Linked DNA regions of Danio rerio: region 1 is linked to region 2. A link is a contact called in public Hi-C data. All regions are on one chromosome and are shown on one strand. The core of a region is the stretch at or near the end of the contact, and the rest is flanking DNA. Distances in the headings are between cores, read along the strand shown.

Evidence for each region. Hi-C and Micro-C count contacts between places; a contact is called where the count stands out from the background.
Region 1: a Hi-C map of embryo shows a contact between it and region 2, with 1.9 times the contacts expected there. The contact joins two enhancer-like sites. A contact is called at or near these places in 1 of 18 Hi-C or Micro-C datasets (embryo) and 1 of 4 datasets of contacts at active chromatin or transcription factors (caudal fin).

What each region holds. Positions count from the first base shown.
Region 1 is chr10:32,269,854-32,274,935 of GRCz12tu, forward strand. All of the region lies in intron 8 of auts2a (activator of transcription and developmental regulator AUTS2 a), which reads right to left. Among named protein-coding and RNA genes, the nearest start is that of cxadr, 260 kb to the left of the region's middle. Within about 2 kb of position 3,323, at least 18 of the 62 cell types and tissues checked have an H3K27ac peak or open chromatin away from gene starts, as enhancers often do.
Region 2 is chr10:32,124,688-32,129,498 of GRCz12tu, forward strand. All of the region lies in intron 9 of auts2a (activator of transcription and developmental regulator AUTS2 a), which reads right to left. Among named protein-coding and RNA genes, the nearest start is that of cxadr, 120 kb to the left of the region's middle. Within about 2 kb of position 1,539, at least 7 of the 62 cell types and tissues checked have an H3K27ac peak or open chromatin away from gene starts, as enhancers often do.

The DNA.
Region 1 (5,082 bases), core at 2,073-4,572, 150 kb after region 2:
GACAGCCCTAACACACAAATATCTGTACTTCACTGTAAATCCTTTGATGTTGTTTGCAGTTTGCAACAAATCATTTTCATCTAAAGCTTTGCCACTGTATGGCAATTCACAAGGGACGCTTTCCTTCAATTGCATTTTCAAGGACTTGGCAACCTTGTTCGTTTCACACAGGTACATTATTACCTTTTATTGGCTTGTGCAAATGAATGCCGAGGTCGAGGGCTCTCGGGAAGGTCTGATAATGGAAAGTGTAAAATATCTCATGGTCTGAGGTTGGAAGTCAACATAAAACTTAAAACCATGGAGTCGCTGAACTATTTCTCCAGGTTAACCTTTCTTTTGTCTGTGATTTTATTCCTCTCTGTGCTGTGCTGGAAATGATGCTGTTTGCCTAGAGGGGGAAAAAGCAATTCATGCCTTTTCAATGAGTGGATTGCCACACAACTAATCAAGAATGATCTTGACCCTTTTTGCTTTTTCCAAGTGCCTGAATAGGTGTGTAAAAGTCTAGGATAGGATAAAGCAAGATATAAGTGGTCCAGCGCTGTAATGGCAGGGCTACTGCTGTCCATCCTGATCCATTAGAGGTCAGACAGGAGTGTTAAAGGCTGAAAAATAATATTGTGGCGGTAAGGCCCCTTCTGCGAAGCCGTGTCCCTAATGGCAAGAGCACAGAGCGTTAGTCTCGGCCCTGGATACAAACCCCAACCACTCAACCTCCAACACACTGAGCTCTCCTCGGGGACCGAAGACGCGTCAGGGGCTCTCATGCGTGTGTGTGTGAGGAATCTGGAGGCATCAGCAAGGCTCATCATGGCCTAAGGGAAAAGGAAGATGCTGAATCCACACTAACAAGTTGATGGTTGTCCACATGTTAGAGGCGAGTGTTAGCGCCTAGATATACAGCATGACAGAATGAGGCTCTGCCTGTTGGGGGAGATGGAGGAGAAAGAGTGTGTAAATGTGTGTGTGTGTGTGTGTGTGTGTGTGTGTGTGTGTGTGTGTGTGTGTGTGTGTGTGTGTGTGTGTCTGTGTGTGTCTGTGTGTGTATGTGTGATTGTGTTAGGAAGTGAGGGTCGGTGGGGGTCATTACTGAGTGCCTTAGGGCATACTGATGCTTCTCTGCTTATGCTCAGCACAAAGTGTAGCTGCAAGTCACCATTTCCCCTATAAAACACACACACACATGCGCACTTGTAAAGCTATCTTTATGGGGACTTCCTATATAGATCATGATTTTTATTCTGTATGGACTGTAAATTCTACCCCCTACTGTCACAGGAAACAATCTTCAGGAACAAAACATGTCACCACGAGGCCCAAAACTTGGTCCCCACAACAGTAGGAATACAAGCACACACACACACGGTTGAATATTCCATGAAGAATTATGTTTGGTGAAATAATGGTTATTGTGATGTGATGTAGTACATTCATTTTCATTGTAATTATGATAAAATAAATATAGTTTTAAAGAGCCCCTATTGAGGGGTTTTGAAAATGACCTTCTATGTGTGTAACAGCACTAAGTAAATGAAAAAATTCAGCTGAGGTTTAAATCTGAAAGTGCACCATGTTTGAACTATTGAATCTTTAATAAAATAATACACTCAGAGTCAAATAATTGAATCGTGTTAGGCCAGGATCTTTTGCCTGAACGCATTAACCTCGCAACGCTACATCCCCAAATATGTAGTACCGGATCAGGTAAAACGTAAACATGCCTTTCTCTTCAGATACTAGCTGAGCGCAGGGATCACAGCTGATCATGACGTGACGATGATGATGATCACTGACATATAGGAGATTCAGCTGTGGGGAATAAAGAGTTAAAGTTCATTTTCATAACAATACCACAGTATAGCCAACCTAGTGCTGTGTTTGTTTCTGTCATTTGTCTGATTTTTAATACAATAAGCTGCAACACAGGATTTGCTAGCTGTTTGCTTTAAAGAAGCAGCAGAGACTATTATGTATGGAACTTTGTCAGACTTTGACCGAAACTTTGTCAGTAACTGTTCATATGAAACAGTTTTTTCTTCCACCAGATCATAACATGTAAGTGTAATTAAAATTGTTTTTCGTTTTGTGTAGTTTGCAAAATATGTATTTAACTGTGTGTTGTAACTTGTAATCGCTCCATGCGGCTTGCAATCACTAATCTATTATGCTTAAATCTGTAAGGGACTATTTACATATTGCGTCCAAAACCATGTTGAAAATGTGACACATGCTTTTTCCTTTACTGATTTAAATGCATTTCTGAATTGGCGATTCTTTGCCGTTCTACCTTTGCTATGGCCACCATCAGCTGTTCCTACAGAAGCGACGCTGTCAATTTTTAAAATAGTTTAACTTTTGCCACTGTGTGGATTAATACTGAATGCGTGTCACTGTTTTTACTTGAGGTTAGAGTAGAGTAACATGCTGGTGTTTTATTGCTTTATTGCATTCCTGCATTGTGCTCTCACATACTCTCAGCTACTTCATAGCTATACTGGGCATTTCTCTCTGTCTCACACACTCTCAGAAATAAAGGTACAAGATCTGTCACTGGAGTGGAACCTTTTCCAAAGGTACATATTTGGACTTAGAGGGTATATATTGGTAGCTCAAAGGTATATATCAGTACCAAACAATTTCAAGAGGTACACTTTTGTACTTATTAGGTACTAATGTGTACCCTTGAAGTATTAATAAGGACCCTTTGAGTACAAATATGTACCTTTCAAAAATTTAACACCCCAGTGACAGCTCTTGTACTTTTATTTCTCAGAGTGCACTGAACACAGTTGACCAATCACAACACACTGGGACATCAGATCAAACACAGCCTCATGCAAAGGAGCAGTTTGGGAAACCGAATTGCTTAACGAATCATATGGGAGTAATTGGGATAATTAAGTAAAAAAAAAAGTACATTATAAGACAATGAAAGTGTTCTTTAACCTTGCATGCACATCAGCCTGTTATTGGAGACCCCTAAAACCAAAATATGACCTTTTATAATGCAAAATAAGGGCTTTTATAGAAAACAATAATGGGCCAAAGAGGAAACATCCCATTTTGATTAAAATAAATATATAATGATATTAAATGCTTTATAAATTATAAAGCAATGTTCCATTGGCTAGTCTTCCCCACATAATTCTATACCCAAATATCAAGAGGTTCAGTGTAATTGCCGTCAATCAAACAGCAGCGCTCTACCAGCACAACAAGTAGGCAGCACTTTTTCTCCCATAATGTACCTCTGCGGCAGACAGGAATGAGAGGGACGGCCGGGGTGAGGGGGTGGCGTGTGACTGCATAGCCTGCTGACCTGCCCATCCATCAAGCAGCATGCATCGCCCCGCTCTCTCTCCCTCCAAATCCGTCTGCTGTCTTGGCAAGTCTGAGGGGCTGTAAGGTTGTCACATAATTTTGGCGGTAGGCCCCTATAATGAGTGCTAGCCTGCCCACCCGCCCCCAGGATCCCGGCCATTAGCCTTCCATACACACACACACACACACACACACGTGATCCATCTCCCACAGCTCTGGCATTTACAATGCTGACCTTGCTTGGAAATAACAAGGATCAAAATAGCCGTCGACCATAAGAAAGAAATTAAAGAAATAAACACATCATTAGGAATAAAAGAAACAGGGGGGAGCAGCAGCGGGCAGCTTTGATGGAGACGTGTCTCGTTGAGGGAGGCCGGGCGTCCCAAGCATCAATCACACTGCCAGCCCGCAGAGCCCCTGGCCGGCTCGCCAATGACCCGGCTGGGGAGTAAAAAGAGAGGGAGGGAAAGAGTGCAAGAAAAGAAGCCAGTAAAAATTTAATGCACTCGGCAGAGCGGTCATGTCATACTTGGTTATGGAAAATAATCCCAGATGCTTGCAGTGGCTGAAATGGAGCTGTTACGTGCATGCCTCCTAACTCCGTCTGACAGCCGTGATGTACGACTACCATTACCGGAAAATATCACTTCAACTAACCCATGATCCGGCTCCACTCAGGGTCACATTATCCACGAGGAACAAATTACAGCACTCCCCCCGCCGCTTCCTCCCTCCCAGCGCCCCCAACCCCAAAGTAAATACAAATTTCCTACACGGCCTGGTACAAATGCGGGGCGATACGTTAGCTATGACAACGCTCGGCGGAGTGACGGAGATGATGAAGTACATGACAAATCACGGGCTGACAGGCCACTCTACAGCAATCAGCCTCTGTCCCGGCCTCACGAGCGCCCACTCAAGCCTGTAAACACCCCTCCGCTTGCTCCCCTCCTTTTCTCAGATGCAGGGAGGGCAAAACACATAATCTTTTACCGCTGACAACTCGCTCGCGAAGCTTTATTACCCGCCCCGTTTCACCGTGTGGCGAGAAGATAAAAAAAAAAAAACGTTTTATGTGCCAGCGCTCTGGCTGAGTGATGGAGAAACTAATGTGCCTCTCCTCCTCCTCCTCCTCCAACCGCCTCAAGGCAAACATCGTCAGTAGACGGAAAGAGAAGAAGGGGAAAAGATGGAGAAAAGAAAGCCTCCATGTACTCATATACATATACATATGGCCAAAGCTGTAGTCTTTTTTCGATTACAAATAACTGTAGGTAGTTATGCAAACTATTTGTAATTTTTTATGTCAGGCGACCAAAATTCATTGTTTAGCCAGTGTCTAAGGACAATGTTATTTTGATGTCCAATAACAATGTCAAATTATGTTGATATATGGTAGATTTTAGGTTGTGTTAGAAACTGACCAAAATCCAACGTCGAGCCAACCACTTAAACCAACGTCATATTGATCTCAAATACTGACATTTATTCTTCGGGTATGGCAACTAAAATCCAACGCCTAATAACGTCTTTGGTAATATCCACAACTTCAAGCTGTAACATCATTAGACATTGATATTTGGTTGATTTTAGATTGGCCATTGGACACTGACATCAGCCTGATGTTGGGTTCTGATGTCAATCCAATTTTAATTTCCAAACAAAATGCAGCTTCCCCATGACGTTGAACTACAACGTCAATGTGACGTCATGTTGTCGTCTTGTGCCTGCTGGGTGTTAAAGACCACTTCGGTC
Region 2 (4,811 bases), core at 289-2,788:
TTTTTAGAGTAATGTAATCTGGAACAGATGGTGACAATCCTGCGAATGGGACACCTCTTCATAGAGCTTATGAAACCAGGGCCCGGGTGTGGAATCTCTCATAAATGGAACCAACGGTGATAAAATGAAACATTTCACACTTCATTAGTGCTTGTTTATATGAAAGCACACACTGGATTTTCCGTTCAGTGAGGAACACTCTGGAGCAGCCACAAGCTGGCCTCAACTAAGCCTCCAGGCGGCCTGAATTTGCTCTATTTTGTAAGCCTATAGTATCACATGTATAAAAACAAGGTAGGCAGGAAAAAACTGACTTTAGTCAGGTTGAAGGTCACACTAAATTCAATGTATTGAAAACAAGGCTGTGAGGCATAATCTTTATGATGGCCTGCATGTTAAACGGTCCTAGTCTCTGTTGGGTGAATGAAAAAGGCACACACAATTAGAAACATTTCAGGAATTCTGAACTTATAGTCTAATTATGCTTAATTCTACAGGATTTCTGGGATATGCTTGTTGGATTATTTAACAGTCTGCCTAAGAAAAATCTGCCATGACAGCCCTCATGTGGAAAATAAGCTGTTATATTTACAGCTCTAAAAATAAGCACTTGTAATGATCATGTAAGGCAGGGGTGCCCAAACTCAGTCCTGGAGGGCCAGTGTCCTGCATATTTTAGTTCCAACTCCAATTAAACACATCTGAACCAGCTAACCAAGCTCTTTCTAGGTATACTAGAAACTTGCAGGCAGGTGTGTTGAAGGAAGTTGGAGCTAAACTATGCAGGACACCGGCCCTTCAGGACCATGTTTGGACACCCCTGATGTAAGGTATTCAAAGTAGTTTTGGCATATACTCAGACCATTCAACAGTACCGCACAGAATAAAATTGACTTGGTTCAAAAGAAGGATTACTTTTAACAACAATAATAAATAAATAATAGTAGTTAAAGTGACTTATCCTCATCAGATTTGAATGATTATTAAAACTTTATAATCTTAATAGACTTGATGTGAACAGGCCTTAATGTTGAAGTTCTCTATCTTGGCACATAAACGTTGTTCAAAGATAGTCATGGATAGCCTGATAGTTCAAACGGGGAGCTCATAGGTTTCCGAATTACATTTCAATATGGAATTAAGCAAAGGTAATGGAAACAGAGGCAGACAGAAGTGAATGTTCCTAATCCTGGCCTGCAGGGGCAAAGGTGTTTATTTTTACCCTGGATTGGTATGAGTGAGTGTCGGCAGAAGAAATGCTGGGAGAAGGAGGGAGAGCTTGAGTGTTAGGAAGCATACACTCTTGAGGGAGCAATTAATGCTCTGCTTTTCCTAGATTTGAGCTCACATTCTGCACTCAGTCTGTTCACCAGCTGTGACTCTACGCTTGTTTTTTATCCCCCCTTTCCAACTGAGCATTTCAGTGTTTACTATTTGAGTGAGGAGCTCTCAATTCCCTGAGGGACCACATGGGTGGCAGAGAGGCAGTTATCCCACCCAGAAGGTGGTCAGTCAAAGTGTCTATCCTTGGATACCACCATGGGCGTCCACAAGGCATTTTTCTCTCACTCTCTCTTTTTATGGGTCATAGTTCCTGACCAGCATGACCTTACTTCAGGCTGGAGCTCATCTATAGAAAAACATCTAGCAGCCATGCTGGAAAGCTGCTTTACCTCCTGGACTTTATACAGCTGCAACAGCTCCTCTTTCAGTTTAATGGCACACAGTTGTGTCTATCCGACTTCCAATCAGAGCCTTCAGCAAAAAAAAAGCCTCTAACTGCTATCTGGAGACTTGGAGATAAAGAGAGGCTTTGTTTTCACAATAAATCCAGCAATCAGCAAAAGAGAATCTAAGAAGATATGTTACAACCAGTGATGATGACTGACACCCCTGAGACATCTTTTAAAGCAGCTGGACCTTAGATGATACTAATGTTTTCCTGATTTTATAGGGTTATGGGGCTTGACCGCTTAAGCTGTTGATCTAATCCTGCATTGATCATTCACATGGGACTGCATTTTAATCAATATTTCGATGGATTATTGAGAAAGAGATTGAGCAGATTACATTTATCTACAAATGCACAGCAAGGCATGAAAACCATCAAACACACAACCACAATCTTTAAATGTGGACAGACTCGCCTCAAATTTGTTCAAGAGGTGCTGGGGTGAAGTAAACATACAAAAAGATAAGCATGATCTGATATACGGTCAAATCCTCAAAGGATTCAGATAGCCGAATTGATGCCAGATCAGTAGGAAATGGTGCTAAAACCTGAAGCTTGACATTTGACCTACTGACTCTGTGCTTGAGGGCAAGGGCATGAACCTTTCTAAGTTTAACACAGTCAAGACCATGTGTTGAGGTATTTGTGCTCTGTTTATCCAATGATCACACACGTTTCTATGAAACCTTTTTAAGTGGATCACCGACTGTCCAGAGGACTCTCTTACTAGAGCTGGGCGATTAATTAAAAAGTAACTGAAATTGACAAATATGCACAGAACTATAAGCAATCAAATTTTTCCAGGTCTTCATGTGTGGAGTCACGCCACCCTGCTCTGTTAAGGCTAATTTATACTTCTGTTATGATTTATATTAATTATTTTATTCTGATATTATACTTATGCCAAGCACATGCATACGGTCCGATGCAGCCTTCTCATACCCGCGCACATAAACTACATAAAAACATTAAATAAATAAATAAAATAATTGTTTATTAATTGTAATCAAGTTAAAATGTTGAATTAATTAGGATTTTGATTCCAGGTTAAATCATTCTGCCATATCTCTTACTGTGCGTTCACACCAAAAGCGGCAAGAGTGTCAAAGGAGCCGGGGAGCTAGTATCGATAAGCAGCGCAGCACGTCTTCTTCGTTGTGGGCGTCGAGGAGAGTTAAAATTGAATGAATTTTATGGTAATTAGCTATGACGTGGTTTGGCGGCAAGCAATCGGAGGGTAAAAGTCCACCGCTTGAGAGAAGTCCAGAGATCACAGTCACTGTGAACTTTGATTCCGACCACAGTTGTTCCCAATGGAACCAATCCAATCCAATTATTTACAATGTTTTCTTACAGGGACATACATTAAAAAAGTGTTACTGGCGAGTTACTGATGTGCATTAATGTTATATTTTTTTCTTTAAAAAAGCGGGAATCTCATGTGACAGTACAAAGCAGTATTGGTGCTTCAGAATATTTCAGGCATATGGACACATATTGGATAAGTGGAGCAAAGCCACAGCACATGCAACTTGACCTTCCATTGTTAAATAAATTTGGTAAGAAGTGCGCAACATTTTCAAGCTAGAAAGCATGTTTAATGTGGAAATGTAACTGATTTGCTGATATGCTGCAATGGCTCCTTTAAATACGACATCAATGTAGTGAATTTTGACGCTCTCGTACCGAGAGCTGTGAAAGCAGACAGCGTTGTCACCAGGGTGACCAGAGCGAACTTTGACGCTCTCACCACCTTCTGTGTGAATGCACTGTGCACACTCTAACTTCCATATGCATACCTCAACAAAAAAAATGTAAAGATCTGGGAAATTATATAAAATTTATAGCTGAAAAGAAAGAAAATGAGGGGAGAAAAAACAAAATAAATGGTCATCACAGAGGAAACAGTAACCAAAAGCTTATGTGATTATTCATCACACTGTGTTTCGACCACAGCATGAATTTCAGTTTGTCGTTCATTTATGTCTGTGAACTACCTTCTGTCCACTACCAGATATTTTAAATACAGACTTTTAAGATTAAGCAGAAATAACAACTAGTATCTTTTCTAAACTTCCAGTGATTGAAAATTGTTAATGTTTGAATATCGTGTATTTATTTACATGATAATGTGTATGTTATAAACGGCAAAGATTACCGGTGACGCGACGAGTGATTCAAGAAACTTTTCCCAGTTCATCTCTGATGAAGAAGTCAAAAAGCATTGCTAGCAGTTGCCCTGTGGCCCTCAGTAGGCGATACTTTTATCTCTGGAGTGTGGCCCATTTAAATGTTTGTACTTGACCTTTATTTAGCTTGATGGCTTCCAGACTCCCTGCGTTTAGCATGGCATGTCGGATATAGCAGTGTTTACACAATGTCTCTTGTCTCCCTGGCCCCTCTTTCTTCCTCTCTTTCCTCCAGTCACCAAGATGGATGAATTTACTTTAGTCCTTCAACCTCTGGGGTTTGGGAACAACCTCGGAATGACCTCTTTGAGAGAGAGGGACAGATTGAGAGAGAGTGTAGGAGTGTGTTCGTGTTATGACTACAAGCGGAACGGCCTGAGATGATGGATAGCGTTAAATGACTGTCTGACTTCCAATTCATCATTTTTTTCACTGCATCTCCACCTCTCCTCCCAGCATCGCTAATGTGTGACTCTAGTTAAAGCTGTTTTAAAACACACTCCCGTTCCCTGTGGCAATAAAACCACTTACAGTAAGCCTGCTGGAAAAACAATAATCATATGGTTATACAACAATGCTTACTCATACGTGAGGAGACACACACACACACTCACGCATCACTGGGCAGTCTGTCTGAGAGTGGGTGGTGCTATTGTTTGCTGGCCCTGGGCAGTAAATCTGGATGTTGCCCATGGTGTGTTAACCTCTATGTGTTTGTGTGTCAGGGGATGAGACATCACTGCAGACTACAAACACAGTGCGCTATGAATTACAGCCCATCTTTCATCACACACATTTTAACAAGCCATAAATTACAGCCTGTCTCTATAGAAACGATAAAAGACATATCTACAGAAGTATGTCGATATTGCTGATATACTTCTAGTTTA